Linked DNA regions of Zea mays: region 1 is linked to region 2. Evidence: chromatin contacts called from public Hi-C data. All regions are on one chromosome and are shown on one strand. Each heading gives the region's core, a stretch centred on a gene start, on an enhancer-like site or on the middle of the called end of the contact. The rest is flanking DNA. Distances are from core to core; before and after follow the strand shown.

What was found. A called contact is a pair of places that touch in the nucleus more often than the background predicts.
Region 1: a contact with region 2 is called in a Hi-C map of ear, with 1.9 times the contacts expected there. The contact joins the promoter of LOC100217125 here to the promoter of LOC100502297 in region 2. A contact is called at or near these places in 2 of 25 Hi-C or Micro-C datasets (bundle sheath and ear).

Annotation. Positions count from the first base shown.
Region 1 is chr9:12,405,663-12,409,789 of Zm-B73-REFERENCE-NAM-5.0, reverse strand. LOC100217125 reads left to right here and starts at 2,082. Exons shown (of 4, transcript NM_001143493.1): 1 at 2,082-2,236; 2 at 2,473-2,552; 3 at 2,638-3,044; 4 at 3,459-4,127. The coding sequence starts at 2,810. The coding sequence ends at 3,535. LOC100191248 reads left to right here. Exons shown (of 6, transcript NM_001136682.2): 6 at 126-668. The coding sequence ends at 299.
Region 2 is chr9:11,457,219-11,461,190 of Zm-B73-REFERENCE-NAM-5.0, reverse strand. LOC100502297 (root-specific kinase 1) reads right to left here and starts at 1,463. Exons shown (of 4, transcript NM_001349038.1): 1 at 894-1,463; 2 at 668-803; 3 at 414-550. The coding sequence starts at 1,280.

The DNA.
Region 1 (4,127 bases), core at 833-3,332, 950 kb before region 2:
AGTTCTTGCCAGCAGCTTGTCTATAAGAATTATGTATTTCTCTTCTTTGCTTGCGCTAGTTGCAGCTTACATGTGTAGGAGATAGCACTAGCAGAAGTTAAAAAGCTCTGTTTCGTCGGGTGCAGGTTGTAGCTGTTGGCCCGGGTCCTCTGGACGAGGAAGGCAAGAGACAGCCACTGTCAGTGTCGGCGGGCAGCACAGTGCTGTACTCCAAGTATGCAGGGAGTGAGTTCAAGGGCGCGGATGGCACGGCCTACATTGTGTTGAGAGCGTCGGATGTGATGGCTGTCCTGTCTTGAGCATTTCGTTTCCGGCTCGTTAATGTAGTTTGCAGCCAATAGTTGTCATGTGGTATGAAACGATCGCTTTGTGGTGGTCATCACACCATGCTGGTGATCATCACAACATATGCTGATACTGTTCCGGACAATCGGCTAGAATTTGTTGTGTGGCAGGTATAAACGTCAGCATCTGATAGTGAGAGCACTCGGTTACTTCTACAGATGGTATTTAAGGGGTGATAGTCACGCCTCTTTGCTGGATAATTTCATTGGATTCTGGACTCCTGTTCTGTTACATCCGTTGGGATTTGTTTGCTGCCAAACTTTAAACATTCGTATAACCAGAAAAGGTTACATGAAGAATATAAGTCTCTAGTTGATTTTTTTAACAGGGGCGGACGTATTAAGGGTTTTTTTTGGGGTACCGGCTTCTGCTCTGGTGGTTTTTTCCACTCGGAACAAATCATAATGTTAGGGCTAGTTTGGAAACTTTATATTTTAAAAAATTTCTATTTTTCTAAAGAAAAAAACAAACTATTTTTTCTAAAAAAATAAAATCTAAATGGGATTTCAAACTAACTTTTAGAGTAGAAGCTAGTGCCAAAAAAATCCGGTCAAAAAGGCTCTTACATTTCTCGATCACACCATATTTGGTTATACATAAATTAAATAAGATTAAATTCTTTTATATTTAATTTTAATTAGCAAAAGATTTAAGGCATGTTTGGTTCACTAACTCAGTTGCCACACTTTGCCTAATTTTTCTGCCTAAGGTTAGTTATTCAATTCAAACGACTAACGTTAGACAAAGTGTGGCACATTATTTAGCCACAAACCAAATAGACCCTTAATCCTCTCTGATCCCTAACAAACCGAACAAGTCCCCCTTATCCGCAGTGGGGAACCTGAGTCAGCGAGTGCAGCACTAAATGCTAAAAGCATTTACAGCTGTGCCATAGCCAAACAAAAAGTTCATTTGGCTGTCTTCCAAGCACTAAACAATTTTGAGGATCCGAATGTTCCCCTAGTAGCTCATGCTCATCAGATCATGCATCTAATTTAAACAGGCTTCTCTCTTCTAGTATCTACAAATTTAACTTCCCTAAAATAATACTTATAAGTTAATCTTTTCTCTAAAATAGTATTAAGTACCTTTTTACTCTCTTTTCTTATTTTTCCAGCAGTGAAAGATCGAAATGTTCCTAAAAATTTTGTTTCTAGATAGTAATTCTCCCACATTGCTTTATGCGACTGAACATCTTAGCTTATTTTGCGTTCGAAAATATTACTGTCAAGATGTCAAGTATGAACTTTATTCTCAAGAAGTTGAGGTTGTAGTACTAAAGTAAGTTGAATCAACTAGTTCGGACAAAAAGCAAGTTCAAATCAACAAAAGGTATTAGGAAGCAAATTGGTTCCTATCTCTTTCAGATTTAAACGGTGAGTTGTGTAAACTTCATATTTGAACAGTGAGCCATATGGTTTCAGGTTCGTGGGCAAATTTTCATGTCAGCTTGATGGTGAACTTGTACAGAAACGAAATGTTTGTCTCAAAGTTCGGCTTGCTCCTACGTGCATGGTGATTTCACCAAATAAATTGAGGCGTATCATTCACAGCTGGGAAATTAAGAGAAAGAAAAAAGAGTAAAAAAGGCACTTAATTCTATTTTAGAGAATAGATTAACTTATAAGTAACATTTTAGAGAAGTTACGTTTGTAGATACTAGAAGAGAGAAGCATGTTTAATTGAGTGTTATAATAGCAAAAGACTCAGTAGGGTGTAGGCAAGCGCAGGGAGGCCAGAAAGTTACCCCCCGGCCCCCGACCGGACCAATCTATCACCACCACGCCGCCCTAGGTCGTCGCCGGCAACAATGTCCCCTTCTGCCATCTTCGTCTTCCTCCTCGTCTCTGCGGTGCATATGCTGGAGTGCATCCTCGACCTCAAGAGGAGGGTCGGTGCCAACTGCCAAGAAAACCCTGCGCTTTCGTTTCTCTCTCTCTCTCTTGTTCCAGATAATTCATTTGGGGAGAAATGTTTTGATTTTGGATGGATTGATGTGGTTAAGAATGAATCTTCACGGGAAAAAAAAACCATGATTATTGGATCTGCCACCTTCTGCAATCCCGACTATTTTTCAGCCACCCCTGTTACATTAACGTTGTCCTGACCTGTTGATTGATGTTCCAGAGGGGATCCATTTCTGATGATCAGCTCAGACTGCGTGTAGAGATCACGCAACTTCTCAAGGAGGCCAGTGCTTTGTCAACGTAGGCAATCTGGATACTATTCTCTTACGATTCGGCGATCCTGATATATAGCTGTTATTGAACACCCCTTTTTTTTGTGCTGCAGGCCCTCGACGTTTGCGCAAGCCGCAAAACTGAAGCGGTTGGCTGGTGCTAAAGAGAAGGAGCTGGCAAAAAGTAAGCGTTGAATTCCTCAGACATTGCGTGGGTTCTTGCTGTTCTTGTTTGGGCCGATTCGGGTTGCTGGACTCTTTCTTTTGTCCATTTTATAGTGCAAGATGTGGACATTAGAGGGAAACAGTCTTTATATGAAAAATACCGAAAAGTTCTGCTGGCCGCAAAGGTGCTTCGTGATTCGTGTAGTTTATGCTCTCAACCGTTCGCTCTACGTACAGTTTGAGGAGTCTCATCAAACTAAATCCGCATGCCAGGTTGTAGTCTATGGTGTGCTCGTTCTGTGGTTTTGGAGTACTCCAGTAACTACTGTCCCTAAGCACCTTCTCCAGCCCTTCGGTAAGTTTATGCCCTTCACCTAGCTAGCAACTTGTTCTGCAGCCTTGTTAGTTTCCTGGTGTTCGCACATTTCTTTGTATTAGTTTGCTTATCAAAGGATTTCTTTTGTAACGTTAACAAGATAACTATATGCCTACTACAGAACCCATGTCGTTCCCTTTCTATGGCTTATAGTATTGAAAATTAGCTCAGATGATATTGGTTCTTTAGCAAAAGGAAACACCGTATAAGTGAAATTAAGGGCCAAAGTCTGATTTATATGACTTTTCCCTGATGAGAATATGCTTATTATTTTTGGACTAAGAGAGTACTATTGTATATTTGTCCTGATGCTAAATATATTCCCTATCTGTTTATTGAGTCTAATTTGTTATATTATATAATCATAAGTCATCGTAAGTAATAATTTCTCAGGGAGGATGTTTTCCTGGAGAGGTGTAGATGCTTCTACAGGCCGTGTTGTGGTAAGTACTACTGAACTTTTAGCTTAAGGGCCTCCATGTGTTTAAATGATCTTGCCTTTATCCTCTGTTGAGAGTAACGCCTATTCTGATTGAAACTGAGAGTCACTACACATTGGTGATGTCTTATAATAACTAAAAAGTTCCAAATGATGGGTTTTTTTCTCAAACATGCTGGAGAATTGGATGTCGATGGGCATTAAGAAAGAAAACAATTATGATACAGTACTCCTTTATTTTTAGGGTCTGTTTAAAACTGCTTCACCAACTCCATCATGGTATAGCTTAAAACAAAAACTAGTTTTTTTGGAGTTGGCCTTTAACTTCAGTTTTCTTCAAGAGCGGAGTTTATGAAGTTGTTTCTGTTTGACTAAAGTTGGAAGCGGAGTCGCAAAAGATAGAACAGTCCCAAATAGGCCTTTAAGCATTACATTCCACCTGTGAACAAATTTGATTACCAACAAAGCTCCACCTAGTAGCGACACATTCATTGTGAGAGTCACTGGTGAAGTTATTTTGCAGCGTAATGTTTCATTGTGATGGTGCAGGTTGGAATTCTCCCATGGCTATTTCTGACCTCTCGTGTCAGCAAGCTACTGAGCGAGAAACTCGCGCCCATATT
Region 2 (3,972 bases), core at 214-2,713:
TCACGTTCCAAAAATCCGAACTAATCACAGCACTATAATTTTCAAGCTAGGTTGGGCCGGCGTCTAGGATAAAAGAAGAAAAAAAACAGAGGTTTTTGTTTGCTTGCTACTACTAATTTGTCGGTAGGTGCAAAACAAATCGGATTTTGAGCAGGAGTGTACGTCTACTATTCCAGAACGGGAATTCTATAAAGAAGCGAGGCTTCGGCACGGAACGGTAGTTTGACAACGTGCGAGCATGCAATTAGCACGGTTGTTGGGCGTGTTGGTAAGAAACAATTTAGTTATAGCGAAAATAAAAAATATAGAGTGTGACAAGGACTAATAAAGCATCCAATGTGGTTGATGCTGGGGGGTGGGTGGGGGGGAAGAAGAGAAGAGATTGGACTTGGTGAGGCGGGCTTCTTTATTACCGAGTCGAGGAGAATATTGGAGGCCTTGAAGTCGCGGTAGATGACGGGCGTCTCGGCCTCGTGCAGGAACGCCAGCCCCTTGGCCGCGCCGACGGCGATCTTGAGCCGCGTCGACCACGGCAGCGACGCGAGGAGATCTGCAGGCAGACACATGTAGCAGGAGCTGCTGTTAATAGTCTGTGGCGTCCAGTCCAAATTACAAAAAAAAGGCTGTGTGGTGTGGTGTGGTAGCAGGCGAATGTATGGTAGCTTACTCTTGAAGAGATGGCTCTCGAGGCTTTGCCCCGGCATGTACTCGTACACCAGCATCCGGTGGTCGTCCTGGTTGCAGAAGCCCACCAGCTTGACCAGGTGCGGATGGCTCAGCATCCCGAGGTACACCACCTCCGCCTGGCGAAACAAGGCAGCGCAACCAGATCAGATCAGGGTTCGTCAGATTCAATTCATTAGAGGAGGGAAAAGTGGGGGGACGTGACGCACCAGCCACTCGCGGTGCCCCTGGACGCCGTCGCTGTCGAGGTACTTCACGGCGACGTGCTGCGGCTGGAGGCCCGGGCGGAGGCGGCCGTCCACGAAGCCCTTGTAGACGGGGCCGAAGCCGCCCTCGCCGAGGAAGTTGGTGGTGGAGAAGTTCTTCGTGGCGGCCTTGAGCTCGTCCAGCGTGAAGGCGTGCAGCTTCGTCGTCTCCAGCTTCCGCGACAGGTCCTGCAGCGACAGGGACCGCAGGTTGGCCGTGCTCAGCCGCCGCAGCGTCCGCTTCCCAACGCCGCCGGGGCGCCTGCTCGCCGGCCCCGCCGCCGCGGGCTCCTGCCCCTGCTCCTGGCCGCCGGCCCCGAAGCACCCGAACAAGCTCTCCCTCAGCCCCATGACGACCGAGTCGGAACCACCCGCGTCGTCGATCTCGTACCGTACGTCCTCGAGCGCCGCACGGACCACGGAGCGCTACGCTCGTCGGCCGGCGCTCTGAGCAGCCTGGGAGCTAGCAGCGGTGAGGAGAGCCTTGGAATGGGCCTAGAGAAGGTGTCGGTCGCTGGCGCTGGCGAAGTGGCGAGGCGGAGGACACGGAGGCACGGCGTGGTGGCAGGGTATATAAAGGGCGAGCAGGCAGCGGCTTTGTGCGGGCGTGGAAAGGCGTGGCTTCGACTTCGAGGTGGGTGAAGGTTGGGGAAGCGTCGCCTTTTTGACTTTGTGTGTAGTAGCCGGGACCGGGAGGTTAATCGCTAATTCGGGAGGTCATTTAATTAGGAGCGAGTGCTTGAATCATTGGTGATGCCGGCCCGCGGCCCGGCTGGGGTGGGTTAGTTAGCCGGTGAAAGCTCCGTGAAACGTATCATATGGCGTTGGTGATCGCTGATGTGCGAATCCATGATGTATTTGGTTGCGAGTTTTTACGAATAAAGTAAAACAAACTGTGAAGTAGTACAAAAATGAGATAGATAAGTGCTCCAATATAACATTGATGCATGGAAATCCATGCCCTATATTTTTTTTGTCCAAAATCTCGTTGTCTAATATGATTGGTCCCTATTTCTAAGGACTGGATGACAATAGAGAGATATGATTTGTCCATATTAAAATTTTCTATTACTTTCCAGATATTGTCAGGTTGATGTATTAAAAGTCTAGTCAAAAGGTGCTAAATATGTAAGCCTAAGCAAAAAAAAAATTTGGTAAATTTAGGCCATATCCTTAAACTTGAACTCTTTTTTTTTAGTTGATTGCATACCATCAACTTAAGTAGATATAATGCAAAATCTCATTTGGAACTTTTCATGAAAAATACATGGACAATAATCATCGTTAGTGCATCCATTCTAGAGAAGGTATTCATTAAGTCGGTTGTACCACACCCTTTTCGACCGTTTTAAGCCATATAGTAACATTTGAAGCTTTACACAATCCAGTGAAGGGTTCTAATAAATACGCCGCCAAATGGGCTATACTAGTGCTCTGGCCCAATTTAATCGATGAAGCGACCCATATCGAGTGTGAGATACAATCACTGGCTAGCGAGAGAGTTGAGAGCTTAAAATCCGCTTGGCTAGCGATCTTATTGGTACATAAGAGAGTAATTTAGCTAGTGTGCATCCATTGAGCTCCATAAAAGTCAGGTGAGGGTTTGTGCTTATTATTGTTGGTAATTGGAATGACCTAGCCAGATTGTTCGGTGGTGATTGGTGGAAGTCGCTTTCAGTGTGAGTGATCATCAGCTAGGATAACGAAGGTTTAAGAAAAAGCCCGTCCGTTACCTTCTATGACCTTCCATGCATGACTCGCTACATAAGCATGTACAGCTCTTACGTATGGAGATTGTACAACCTCTGTTCTTGAGTATTTGTCGTCCGTTAGTTTATTTTTGAACTAAATTGCGACAAATAAAAAACTATTTGGTTTTAAGTGAGAGGTTTGTATTTATAACGGTACCGATTGGCGCAGCCTGGCTCGGTCGTCGTCGTAGCCGAAGAGGACGCGCCAACAACTGGCCTGTGGACGGAACCGGACCCGTTCTTTATCGGAGTGGTAGGGCATGTTATGGTGTGTGTACTATTTGTTTTTCTCGGTTTTATATGCCTGGTATACGGTAGGGTAGGGCAGGGCAGTGTATGGAATCTACGGTGGACGGGGTCGTACGTGCTAGGCGCCAACAACTTAACAGCTCGTACTTGCAGGCGCAACTAACGACCCGTTTGATTTGTTTTAGAACTCGATCTTTGTCGCTATTATTGCTGGTGCACGCAGCCACGCAGGCGCAGCGCAGACACTTCCATTGCCTTTTTCGTCACACGGTAGCGGGTGCTTTCGTCGTCGGTTGGTTCGGTTGTGTCTTCCTGTGTCACCGTTTATTCAATCTCCTCGTGCGTTGTTGTTCGGTTCCCTGGATTAGCTGCATAATAATAATTGATCTAGAAGAGAAGCAGGCTCTACCTGTTCTAATACAGAGGCCACTTCACGTGCTCAAAAAAATCCGAGCGAGTGGTAGACTGGTAGCGAAGACCCGAACCGTCCGGCCTTGTCGTTGTATGTTTTTTTCTCCAAAGACTCTCTGGAACTACACCCTGTTGAGTGTTGGCCTCTTCGTTAATTATTAAGCGAGAAGGAATTCACTGGGCACACTACAAAATTTTAGTCTAGCACTCTATCCTGACTGAGCTAAGCTCGATTTACACATGCATGGAAGGTACAGACGCGTCACACCTGGGCCGAGTGTTACGTGTACACGCGCCGTCTGACCAGATAGATCGGAGTCGGTTTCACATGTCTCTTTTGGAACAGGTTTATTTCCGTAATCCCGTGGACGCGGGACGTACGTAACAGTAGTGGTTGCACTGCATTGAAGTTGTTGGAGTCGCTCAAGCCTGTTCGACTGCCTCGTTGCTCTCTAATAAGAAAAGAAGAAGAAACTAGCTCCTATCTCTCTCGCTCGCTCTCTAAAAAAAAAAGAAGAAGAGGAAGAAGAATTGCAGAAAAGATGCGAAGAAAGAATACTCCACTACTTGGTGTCTATGCATGGTAACCATAAGTTAATTAAACGCAGCAGTCCGCAGTAATAAAGTGGTAA